Linked DNA regions of Mus musculus: region 2 is linked to region 1. A link is a contact called in public Micro-C data. All regions are on one chromosome and are shown on one strand. Each heading gives the region's core, a stretch centred on a gene start, on an enhancer-like site or on the middle of the called end of the contact. The rest is flanking DNA. Distances are from core to core; before and after follow the strand shown.

Region 1 (6,868 bases), core at 1,710-4,209:
GCCTCTCTGCCTGCCTCTGCCTCTGCCTCTGCCTCCTCTGCCTCTGCCTCCTCTGCCTCTGCCTCCTCTGCCTCTGCCTCCTCTGCCTCTGCCTCTCTGCCTCTCTGCCTCTCTCTCTCTGCCCCCCCCCCCCTCTGCCTCTCTGCCTCTGCCTCTGCCTCTGCCTGAGCAACCTGTGTAGACCAGAATGGCCCTAGAATGGCTCTGAACAAACAGAGCCTCTGCCTCTCTGTGCCCCTGCCTCTGCCTCCTGCCTCTGCCTCCTGCCTCTGCCTCTGCCTCTGCCTCTGCCTCTGCCTCTGCCTCTGCCTCTGCCTCTGCCTCTGCCTCTGCCTCTGCCTCTGCCTCTGCCTCTGCCTCTGCCTCTGCCTCTCTCTCTGCCTCTCTGCCTCTCTGCCTCTCTGCCCCTCTGCCCCTCTGCCCCTCTGCCCCTCTGCCCCTCTGCCCCTCTGCCCCTCTGCCCCTCTGCCCTTCTGCCTCTGCCTCTGCCTCTGCCTCTGCCTCTGCCTCTGCCTGAGCAACCTGTGTAGACCAGAATGGCCCTAGAATGGCTCTGAACAAACAGAGCCTCTGCCTCTCTGTGCCTCTGCCTCTGCCTCCTGCCTCCTGCCTCCTGCCTCTGCCTCTGCCTCTGCCTCCTGCCTCCTGCCTCTGCCTCTGCCTCTGCCTCTGCCTCTGCCTCTGCCTCTGCCTCTGCCTCTGCCTCTGCCTCTGCCTCTGCCTCTGCCTCTGCCTCCTGCCTCCTGCCTCTGCCTCTGCCTCTGCCTCTCTGCCCCTCTGCCTCTCTGCCCCTCTGCCCCTCTGCCCCTCTGCCCCTCTGTCCCTCTGCCCCTCTGCCCCTCTGCCCCTCTCTCTGCCCCTCTGCCCCTCTCTCTGCCCCTCTGCCCCTCTGCCCCTCTGCCTCTGCCTCTGCCTCTCTGTGCCTCTGCCTCCTCTGCCTCCTGCCTCCTCTGCCTCCTCTGCCTCCTCTGCCTCCTCTGCCTCTGCCTCTGCCTCTGCCTCTGCCTCTGCCTCTGCCTCTGCCTCTGCCTCTGCCTCTGCCGTCTCTGTCTCTGTCTCCCACGTGCCAAGAAAAGGTGTGTGCAAGATGCCAGCTTATCCATTTGATAACACAAGCACATCATATAACTGTTAATAACATGAGCGTGATGTGCACCTGCAATCCTAGGATGAGGTAGGAAGAACTAGTTGCCACAAGGCCAGCCTAAGCTACACAGTAACTTAACCTGGGCTACCTAGTGAGACATTATCTCAAGAGAAACAGAAGGGAGAACTAAGCAAAAAGGAACAGAAACCTGTGTATAGATCAGCACTTGACAGGTGGAGGGGAGAGGCTCGGGACATCCTCAACAGGAGAGCTGGGCTGAAACCCAACAGCAAAATGGGATCACATTTGGTTCAAGAATGTGATCCAGGAGGAGCCATGAGGAATGACAAGGCTACACAAGGCGTTCCAGGCTAGCCTGGGATACCTTGAGACTGTTTCAAAAACAAACAAACAAATGTCAGGCTGTACTGAGCCTTGTACTCTTCAGAGTCAAGGTTGGCTCTGAAGACGGACTTTGCTTTCCGGAGTCTCCGCATCTGTAAACCGCAGTGACAGAGAGCAGACTTGCGTGGATTAACTATGTTTCACGGCTTTGGAACTACAAACGCCTAAGCACATGCTGAACGTGACAACTAAAGAGATTCTATTTTTATATAAGTCTGGCAAGGAAGACAAGCAAGCAGGTGAGGTCACGTTTCCGGGAGCCCCGGGAAGCTTGGGCGTGCTGGCCGTGAGGGACGGTTTCTCCACATAGAGTTCAAGCAAATTCTTGGATCTCCAGGTCCAAAATAATATAAAACAAGCAGCTTATCCTGACAAGCTCAAGAGACAGTGATCGGCAGCCTTGAGGAAAGAATGTTGAAGGCCCCATGAGACATCCCGACGAGCCATGTACTGAGCACAGAAGAAGGAAACAAGACAACCCGCAAAGACCCGTGGCCTCCTCCCCCACTTGTTTACTGATGCTTTGGCAAAATGCTTGGGGCCTGAGTTGGGTGGACCAAGGATGCCAAGGCTTGTCATCTAAGGAGCCTGGGAGAGGCTGGGCGGTGATTCCAGTTGGATGGGTCCCCACCCTGCACGAGGCAGGAAGGCAAGCTCATGAATCATAAGCCCCTCTTGTCCAGAGCCGCTCGCTCACGGAGTTCTGACGGATCACTCTCAGCTTCCGTGGCACGGTCCTGAACAGCCTTCTAAAGTCCTGCTGACCTCAGACCACCTAACTGAAATGGATTTACCACAGCCAGCTGGCTCTGCCTTGGCCAGACTCTTAACTGTGGCGCTTTTAAATGAGAAGCATGAGCTGCGACTCGGTTACCTTTGAACTTGGAGTTGTGTATTTATTTCTCTTTAGAATGTCTCCCTGTAGGCCTCGCATCTCTGCCTCCTGCATGCTCAGATTAGACGCATGTGTTACCACGTCTAGCATCAACCAACCTTCCTTTTACCTTTGGCTCTTTCAATGATGCCCCATCCACCTTTTCCTAGTTGGGAATTCTTGTAGTCATTCCTCTCCTACCTCCTCAGTTTCCCCACCTCAAATCTCTTCTCCCTCCTCTCTTTCCAACCTGCGCCCCCCATGCTCTTCCTGCCTGGCACCTGCAACCCAAGGCCTTCTCATGACAGCTACTGTGAGTTCAAGCGCAGGGAACATCTTGTAGGGTGAAGAGCTACCCATCCTTTTTTGTCTGGGGCCACCAAGGCTGAGTATCCAAGCCCCCCTACTCCTCCCTCCATTTCCCAGTTCACCCAGCGAGGCTACACTTTTCTCCCAGTTTTCCTGCCAGGTCCCCCTCTCCCCCAAAGCTCTCTCTCTCCTGTGGGAGTCCTGGGGTTTATCTACCCCTTGCTGGTGCTGACATGCCCTAGACTGAAGGCGCGCTCTGCAGCGGGCGAGCTCAGCAGCACAGGGTGCTGCTGTCAAAGGAGGCAGCAAGGATCCGCTCTGCTTGCCTGGGTTCTTCTGGCTCAGTTGCTGCCTCTCTGTTCCAGGCAATCCTGTTTACCTCCCCCATAGCCAATGGCCTGTGAAGACCTGGGCAGAATGGGAGTTCTTCCTGTCTCTTTTGTGCCTTAGAACCCTTCCCACTATGTTTTCTTTCTAATCCAAATCTCATTTCGAAATCTCCTGCCAGAGGGGTTTCCCAGCCCCTCCCAGTTTTGACTCAACCTGCTGATCACAGCACTTCTGAATGAAGAACAGAGACCTCAGGTGGGATTGGCTTGCCACCGGGCCCTGGGGACACTCCTGTGTACACCGCTCACCCTACCAGCAGCACCCAGCCTTATTCTCTACCTCCTGTTCTAAGAAGGAAAACCAGGTAGGTTTGAGCAAAGACTAAGGACTGGCTGGACAGCAGACAGCAAGCTGGCCATATTCCTGTCCTGGAGCTGCAGCTTCAGGCTGGGTCTGCACCAGGGACCCAGGAAGTGACCAGATCCTTCGTCTTCCCCACAACGTCTAGTGACAGCAGTTCTGCCTTTTAGTTCCCACCTGTGGCTCCACAGGTTAGCTTTTTAGACCCACCCACCCCTGCACCCCCTAGCCCTCCCCCCAGCATTGCCTAGTCTAGAGTGAATACAAACGTGGCCTGTCTTTCATGGGCTGCCTGCCCTGTAGCTGAGGGCCTTGCTCATTCTCCACAGAGATGACCCTGGGGGCGCCTGGAGGGTTAGCGTATCACCTCCTTATGCTAGCTTTATAGCGCAAGGTTCCGCTCACAACTCTTTCCCAAGAACAGTTTTGGCACCTAAAGGAACGCTGTGTTCCCGTGGTGTTGGTTTGATGAAATTAAACAGTGAGTCTTTTCCACTCCCGGCTCCAGAGTTACTGTTGTCTTTCTGATCTGCTCTCCCTCATGCCACTGCCAGACTCCTCTCATCTGAGTGAGTTCTCTCAGACTTCTGGGAATCTCAGCCTCTCCCAGGAATGCCTCCTCTCCACACTCCTGTCTTAAAATGTCTTTGTCCTCAAGGCTCTGCTGTGAATAATCGGCATGGACAAATGGCTCTTCTACACTTAAGCCAACATATGCCTCATACAAAATCCAACTCCATGCCAGGCTGGTGGCTCCTTAGAAGGCTGAGGCAGGAGGATCACAAGTTCAAGCCTACCTGGATTACAGAGTGAAACTGAGGCCACCCAGAGTAAACTGTTAACGCCCAGCCAAAAACAGAGAGAGGTGGGCGTTGGAGGCTCTCACCTTTATCCCACACTGCAGAGGCAGAGGCTGCAGAGTGTCGGCCCCAGGCTGGAAGATGGTTCAACTGGTAGAAGTGCTTGCCACTAGGCCTGACGATTTAGGTTCCCTGCCTGCACCCAGCGCAATGGCAGGAAAGAAGCGGCTCCCAGCGGCTCTCAGTCTCCCTCTCTGTCTCTTTATCTCTCTATGTCTCTCTGTTTCTGTCTCTGTTTCTGTCTCTGTCTCTCTCTCTCTCTCTCTCTCTCTCTCTCTCTCACACACACACACACACAGAGAGAGAGAGAGAGAGACAGAGAGACAGACAGAGATTCAGTTCAAGATCATCTGCTCCATGTTGAGTTTAGGCCAGTCTGAGACACATGAGAGATCCTGCCTCAAATAACAGGCTATCAGGCTAGAGGAATGGCGCAGTGGTTAAGAGCACTTGCTGTTCTTCCAGAGGTCCTGGGGTCAATTCCTAGCACCCACATGGTGGCTCACAAGTGTCTGTAACTCCAGTCTTAGAGGATGCAATGCCCTCTTCTGACTTCACCAGGCACCACCAGGCATGTGTACAGGCAGAACGCACATACACAGGGGAGAAAAAGAGAAAGAAGGAAGGAAGGAAGGAAGGAAGGAAGGAAGGAAGGAAGGAAGAGAGGGAGGGAGGGAGGGAGGGAGGGAGGGAGGGAGGGAGGGAGGGAGGGAGGAAGGAAGGAAGGGAGGGAGGGAAGAAGGAAGGAAAGGAAGGAAAGGAAGGAAAGGAAGGAAGAAAGGAAGAAAGGAAGAAAGGAAGAAAGAAAGAAAGAAAGAAAGAAAGAAAGAAAGAAAGAAAGAAAGAAAGGAAGGAAGAAGGAAAGAAAGAAAGGAAGGAAGGAAGGAAGAAAGGAAGGAAGAAGGAAAGAAAGAAAGAAAGAAAGAAAGAAAGAAAGAAAGAAAGAAAGAAAGAAAGAAAGGAAGGAAGGAAGGAAGGAAGGAAGGAAGGAAGTCCCTTAGTTTCTAAGAAAATAACTAACTAGGGCTGGAGAGATGGCTCAGTGGGTAAGAGCATCCGACTGCTCTTCCGAAGGTCCGGAATTCAAATCCCAGCAACCACATGGTGGCTCACAACCATTTGTAACAAGATCTGACGCCCTCTTCTGGAGTGTCTGAAGACAGCTACAGTGTACTTACATATAATAAATAAATAAATCTTAAAAAAAAAAAAGAAAAGAAAAGAACTAACTAAATGAAGGAGTGGAAGAGGCGTGTGGTGACTCAAAGGGTCTTTACCAGCTTGGCAGCACTTGCTGCAAAGTCTGAGGACCTCAGAATCTACAGAGCAGAAGGAGAAAACTGACTGTACTCTGACCCCACACATAATCTTTTAGAAATGTTTTTAGATTTACTTATTTATTTCTGTGTGTGAATGTTTTGCCTCTATGCACTTGCACCCCATGCATGCTTGGGGCCCGGAGGTCAGAAAGTGGTACTGGAGCCCGTGGACCTGGAGTTACAGATGATTGCTGGCCATCGTGTGAGGGCTGGGAACTGAACTGGGTTCTCTACAAAAGCAACAAGTGCTCTTAGCCACAGAGCCAGCTCTCCAGCTCCAGTTCTAAATGCAACAATGAAGAAGTCTGGGATGTTGCTCTGGAATCATGCTTGTATAGTGTTCATGCCCTAGAGTAGATCCAAGTACTGGCAGGAGAGAGAGTGTGTGCATGTGTGTAATTGGGGATGGCAGTTCTTGAGGGTCGGTAGTTAAAAGACTATATTATACTGCTGTTGAGCAGACCTGGGTTCAGTTCCTAGCCCCTGTGTTAGGCAGCTCACAACTACCTGAAACTGCAAGACCAAGGGGATGTGAAGGCTCCAGCCTGTGCAGTACCTGTATTCACAGGCATGGACCCATGCAGTACCTGCAGTCACATGTGTGTGCCCATGCACTACCTGCAGTCGCATGTGTGTGCCCATGCAGTACCTGGAGTCACATGTGTGTGTCCATGCAGTACCTGCAGTCGCATGTGTGTGCCCATGCAGTACCTGGAGTCACATGTGTGTGCCCATGCAGTACCTGCAGTCACATGTGTGTGTCCATGCAGTACCTGCAGTCACATGTGTGTGTGACCATGCAGTACCTGCAGTCGCATGTGTGTGTGGCCATGCAGTACCTGCAGTCGCATGTGTGTGTGCCCATGCAGTACCTGCAGTCACATGTGTGTGCCCATGCAGTACCTGGAGTCACATGTGTGTATCCATGCAGTACCTGCAGTCACATGTGTGTGCCCATGCAGTACCTGCAGTCGCATGTGTGTGCCCATGCAGTACCTGCAGTCACATGTGTATGTGCATTCACATGCACATACCTAAACATGAAACTACAAATTAAAATGTTTTTAAAGCGCAGCTCCTTTATTACCCCTGAGGTACTCAGGTGAAGGAGACATTTGACAGGCCTTACATGTCACAAGCTGAACGAAGGGCCATTGTCCAAAGAAAGCTAGTCTAGAGAGGGCTGTCCGAGCACCAGGGCCTCTGCCTATGTGCCCGTCTGTGCTGTTGGTCCGGCAGCCTCACCCACAAAGCCCAGTGCTGTGGAGGTTAGGAAACTTGTGGCTGCCTTCATGTTCCTGGCTGTCTTGGAAAGTCGGGCTTG
Region 2 (5,981 bases), core at 2,111-4,610, 200 kb after region 1:
CAGAGTGTTGCTTCAGTTTTAGGGAGGCCCCAACAGACCCTTAGCCCACACCTACAGGCTTTCCAAAACCACCCCATCCCCACCCCTTTTCTGTCCTTAGCTCCCCACAAACAGTTCAGTGCCCCCTCCCCATCCTATAGCAACCTTACCCACCCACCCAGGTTGTTCCATGGGTCATAAAAATACTCCAGGCCCAGGGCAATTAGCTTGAGGACTGCTTCTAGTACATAGATGGAGAGGAAGATGGAGTCCAAGACCATGAAGTACCATTCTGTGGGGACACCAGAGGCTTTCTCAGTGACAATCCCCAGAATCCTGGTCACCCTCTACTCCTCCCTCGTTACTGGGACCTCATGTAGGCCACACCCAGGCTTCCCTGGCTGGGATTTTTTGGTCTGTTTTGTTTTGCTTTACCCGTTTGGTTATTTGTTTGTTTTTGGAACTTGCTATGTAGGTCAGGCTGGTCTCAAACTCATGGAGATCTGCCCGCCTCTGCTTCATTCTGCTGGAATTAAAGGTATATTTCCAGCCCCCTAGCTCTTTTAAAGGACTTAACCACGCAGTTTGTGGGTTTTCTTGTTTGTAAAATAGGAACAAGAAACAGGCTTGGCAGAGTTCTTTATAAGCATTCTAAAACTGCAGCCTTGAACGGTAGTGCATGTACTGCACTGAGAGACGACTTTTCAATCACCTGGCTATATTGGGTTTCTAGAGGCCAGTGATCTCAGGCCTTCCACTTTTAAGCTTCCAGGCCTTTTGGTAGAAGTCTTCCCAGCACCCAGCCCACCTGGAGTGGTATACTCAGAGCATATCGCCACCTGGTGGCTACATTATGAACAGCATGGCCTACAGTTCGTTGGCTTTTCTGCAGACTATTTCTACCTCTGGGGATGTCAACAAGTTGCCAGGAGGCAAAGATGAGGAAACTTAAGGTTTTTGTTGTTGTTGTTGTTGTTTTGTCGATTGTTTTTGCTTTTGTTTTTTGCTTTTTCTGAGACATGGTTTCTCTGTACAACCCTGGCTATCCTGGGACCTGTAGACCAGGTTGGCTTCACACAGAGACCTGAGTCCCTCTGCTTCCTGAGTACTGGGATTAAAGGCATGCACCACCACTGCCGGGCTTAATGGACAAGGCCCCGTGACTCTTACCACCTCGGATCTCTAGCTCAGTGAAAGTCTGGGCCACAAGGATGACTGTGTTGAGGCAGACCACGATGAAGATAAAGGTCTCAAAGCCCAGGGACTGGGTCAGTGACAATATCATTTGCTGAAGACCCAAAAGGAGATGGCTTATTTTTTCCCATAGCAATTGGAAGATATTCCCGGTGTGTGCCTTCTTGTGGGCCCTCTGGGCCTCTGTAAAGGAGTCAGAAAGTTATGCTCTTGCAGGTAGTGATGGGGTGCAGTGATCCCAGGTACCCTCCCAGAATGGGCATCATTATCATTCCTCTTATGTGCCTGCCATCCTGCTTGTCCTGTTCTGGCCTTGGGGTCACTGTCCTTATACCTTCCACATCAGGGGCCCAGTTTGGGATTTGGTTTGACAGATTCTAAACATTCCTGACCCTACAACTCTAGATTTATCTTTGCTCATATGGAAACTTAAAGAAAACCTGATTCTTGTTACCATCCCACCTTCTTGATGATCTCTTTTCCTATTTAAGATCCTGCTAAACCATCCTACTCTGACCACTTTTATTCCCTTTCAGTAAGTCATTAGTCCTTCTCTGCACACTCATGAGACTTTTGCTGTGTTTGCTGGACTTGTAGGTAGAGTCTGGGAGACTGTAACTATTGGGATCGCTCCATGCTCGCCAGTAAACTGGTTTTTCCTTTTAGTATTGGTTCTCAGGTTATGTCCTCAGCAAGTGTTTCACAGTTTAGTGGGGCAAACGTGGGCACAGAATCCACAGAACCAAATCTCCTGATGTACAAGATGCCAGGCTCCTATCATTAGATGGTCTGGGATTGTACCCAACCCTACCTTTGGACCCTGTGAGTGAAGCAATTGTCCTAGCATTTTCTCTGCGCTGCCAGGACCCAGGAAGACTGGGTATCTACATGATTAGCTCAATGGTGAAGACATGCACATGTGAGTGAATGGAGTGAGGGCTAGAGGAGGCAGTGCAAGACTTTCAGAGCCATAGTGTAAGGAGTAAGGGGGAGTGAGCAGCCAGAAGCGAATGGCTGATTGAATGCACACAACAAGTGAGGACTGGGCTTGCTGATGGCTGAAAAGCAAGTTCAGGATCTGGGCGTATGAATCTGAGCAAGGAAGAAGTCTGGGTTGGGACCCCAGGAAAGACTCACTTTTGCGTTTCTGAACGTGATCCTCCCCTTCACTCAAAGAGGCTGATTCTCTCAAGCTCTCCCTGGACTGAGCTTTGCCGAAAATTTGAGAGCGAGCTCCAAAGGTGTACCGAGCCCCACTGGCTGTGCTTTTCGATCCCACATGAGATGGAGAGGTGGCAAGTGTGCTGTGAGACTTGTGTGAGAGTTGGGAGGCACTTGGGGAGCGATGATGGATATGGTGATGCATATGATCTCCGTGATAGTGCCGTTGCTCCTTGTGGTGGGGATGTTCACCATGGTGAGAATGGGCATGATGGCCCTCATGATGGTGATCAGCGTGGAGATGAGGTCTTTCCTGGCGACTGAACGGCGCATGGGAGCGATAGAACCGCGTACTGGAGCGATAGGAAATGGTGTCTGCATGATCTCTGTTCTGCTGGGGGTTAAGATGGTGAGACCTCTCATGGTATTGTTGATGGGTTGTCCCTTGGTGGCTGCCAGTAGAGGAGGGGTGGGACAAAGGTTCACTGGGTCTATGGGGGTCATCTTGGTGGGGATGATGATTCGGGTCAATACGAGGTCCACTCTGGGGTCCACCAGAGTGCTGGGACTCAGCAAGGGGGTGCGATCCACCATAAGCGTGAGAGATGTTATTAGGTAAGGTAGAGACACCAGCCCTGTCCTGCTGATAGGAATGATGGGAGAAAGCATTGTCATGGGAGTCTGAGAACTCACGCAAATGCTGCAATTCATTTTGTTGATGGAACCCACCATGCTGTTGGTATGGTTGTTGGAACATCCCATGCTGAGGAGAATCGTAATAGACGCCACCTTGGTTTGGCCTATGCAGGGTGGGGTGGGGGTGGGGGTGGGGGTGGGATTGATGGCTTGGGTCTAAGCTACCGGGGTGTGTCTCATGGTAAGACTCGTCCCTCCTTGAAGATTGATCCATGACTGTCTTGGAGCCCCTGGAACAAAGACAGCTCAGGTGTATAACCCAAAGTCCCTTCTCGGGATCCCCTCAAGCCAAGCTCAGTCCAACCACAGCCCCGGCTTCCAGGGAGCTCTGACTCTTCTCTCGGAATCTTCCTTTCTATGATGTCATCAGTGTGCTTAGGTCTCGCTTTACAAATGAGGACTTTCTTTGAGCTTATCATTCAGAATTGAGAACTATTGTGTCTAAACAAAACAAAACCCAAACAAATAAAAGATGAAGAAAAGGAATTAGCATAGCTCACTCACCTCTTTATTGTAAAATCAGAAAACTGGGCTGGGTGTGATAGTAAAGACCCCCGAACCCAGCACTAGGGAGGCAGAGGCAGGTAGATCTCTGTGAGCTCAAGTCTGGTCTACACAATGAGTTCCAAGTCAACCAGGGCTACACTGTAGGCATACATTTTTTGCAACCTACTTTTAATAAGGGTTTAACCTCTCCTCTAGCTCACCACCCAGCAGAGGCAGTGTTAGAGGAAAGTTATTAGGGTCTGGGGGAAGTGGACCTGTTCAGCAATAGTTCTTTGGGGACGAGTTCGATCTTTGTCAGCAGTTCAGTCCTGTAGCAAACACCAAATATGACTCAGCAGCTGCAGACCAGTCCTCTAGGCATACAGACTACACACATGAACCAGCAGCTGCAGACCAGTCCTTTCATCAAGCAGACATCAGACACAAACCAGCAACTGTAGTTCAAGCCTGAAGAAACCGCCAGGCTCACGAACAGGCCTGAGCCTGAGGCCATGGAATTGGCAAGCTGCCGCAGGACCATGAAGAGTGGTTCTTGGGCATTTCCCACAATGTCAGGGTTATCTCAAGTTGAGCTCAACATTGCTATGTAAATGGGCTCCCTCACGCTGAGGACAGGACTAAGAGGGAGCTAGCTGGCAGAGAATGGACGTGTGCAGCTGGCTGCTACAGAGAAGATGGGGCCCCCTGGTTCAGACCCACAGAAGAAACTGGTCTGACCGTCATCACTCAACTGGCCCTGCTGACCCAGCTCAGAGATATAGTCTCTCAGGGACCGGAGCAGCTCCAAGGAAGAGAGAATCTGGCAGACACAACCTAAAACAGAATGCCTGAGGCCTTAATCTCCACAGCCTTCCATGTTGACGAAAGCCTGGTGTTGCCCATCCTCCAAGTTACCCCTCCCCTCATGCCTTTTCCTGAAAGGATTCACCTCCAGCAGCCCTTCAGCCTCAGCCTTAGCCTCCACTTGAAGAAGGTAGGTGGTGGGAGGGGGTGGCTGTGCCCCACCCCCCACCCTGACCCCAAGGCCACAGTGGCAGGAGGGGAGAAGAATACAAAGAAGAAAAACAGTCTTTAGTAAAGAATAGCAAGGCAGAGCAAACCAAACCCTGGCTCGGTGCTCGTCTGCCACTGTCTGTGGCGTCAGATTTATATTCTTTCATCAAGCGTCCTTTCACATGTCTGCTATATCCAAACATCCTTTTCACCTGTGTCTGCTTCAGGAAAACAGTCTCTCGTGTGTTTGCTTAGCAAGATATCCTTTCACCTGTGTGCCCCAGCAACACAGCATTTGATATAACTAACTTTCCAAAGAACTATAAGTTTCCGCTTCACTGCACAGTGAAAACTTATCTCAAAACAACAAGAACCTCAACAAGCTGAAGGTAACCCATTAGGGTAATGCCAAATCAAGTCCGAGAAAAAGTGTGTGGCTCTATGGGTTAAATGTTTGCTGTATAAGCTGTATAGGCCTGAGCTCAGCTCCCTAGAACCCACTAAAACCCTGGACACAGCGACACAGGTGTCAGTAATCCCTAGGCTCCAATGGAGAGATGAGATGCAAAACCAGGGGGCCCTATAGAAGCTGCGTGGCGAATTAGGCTGCTGTATGCAGTGTTGAACAATAAGATCCTGTCTCAAGGTGGGAGGTGTGGGAAGTGAAGGATGCTCTGAGCCTGTGAAGTCCCAAGTGAATGTGTGTTGTTGATATGGACTGGCCATTTGGTGGTACACACCTGTAATGCCTGCCAGCAAGGTAGATCATGAATTTGAGGCCACCGTGGGCTACCTAGTGAGACTATCATATATATGTGTGTGTATGTATATTTTATGTATATAAACTTCCTCCAGATTTGGTCCAGCAAATGAAATTGAGTAGCATAGGATAGCCCCTCAAATTGTTTCAGATGAGCGGGGCGGTGGTGAATTGTTTCAGATGAGCGGGGCGGTGGTGGCGCACACCTTTAATCCTAGCACTTGGGAGGCAGAGGCAGGTGGACTTCTGAGTTCGAGGCCAGCCTGGTCTACAAAGTGAGTTCCAGGACAGCCAGGGCTATACAGAGAAACCCTGTCTCAAAAACAAACAAAATTGTTTCAGATGTTTAGGGACTCTGGGATCAGGAGAGGACTGGATGAAGGAAATGAACCAGTGTGCTTTGGGTCAAAAGATGGGACTGTGGAAAGAGCTTATTCCAAAGTAAGAGGCATCTAAAATGTTAGTGCTTTCTTTGCCATAAGCAAGATTTTTTTTCCAATTTTTTTTTGGGGGTGGTTCGAGACAGGGTTTCTCTGTATAGCCCTGGCTGTCCTGGAACTCACTTTGTAGACCAGGCTGGCCTTGAACTCAGAAATCCACTTGCCTCTGCCTCCCAAGTGCTGGGATTAAATGTGTGCGCCACCACTGCCTGGCCTCAATTTTTTAAAAGATTTATTTATTTATTTATTTT

What was found. Hi-C and Micro-C count contacts between places; a contact is called where the count stands out from the background.
Region 2: a contact with region 1 is called in a Micro-C map of embryonic stem cells, with 4 times the contacts expected there. The contact joins the promoter of Catsper1 here to the enhancer-like site in region 1. A contact is called at or near these places in 3 of 39 promoter capture datasets (hippocampal neurons, liver and pre-B cells), 2 of 484 Hi-C or Micro-C datasets (the G1E-ER4 cell line and embryonic stem cells), 1 of 115 datasets of contacts at active chromatin or transcription factors (pancreatic cancer cells) and 2 of 9 other capture datasets (liver and pancreatic islet).

What each region holds. Positions count from the first base shown.
Region 1 is chr19:5,535,237-5,542,104 of GRCm38.p6, reverse strand. It overlaps the pseudogene Gm31166. Among named protein-coding and RNA genes, the nearest start is that of Ovol1, 22 kb to the left of the region's middle. Within about 2 kb of position 2,959, at least 8 of the 459 cell types and tissues checked have an H3K27ac peak or open chromatin away from gene starts, as enhancers often do. A contact at or near this core is called in embryonic stem cells, where this site is marked.
Region 2 is chr19:5,333,004-5,338,984 of GRCm38.p6, reverse strand. It overlaps Catsper1 (cation channel, sperm associated 1), which reads right to left and starts at 3,360. Exons shown (of 12, transcript NM_139301.3): 1 at 2,311-3,360; 2 at 1,150-1,356; 3 at 158-271. The coding sequence starts at 3,244.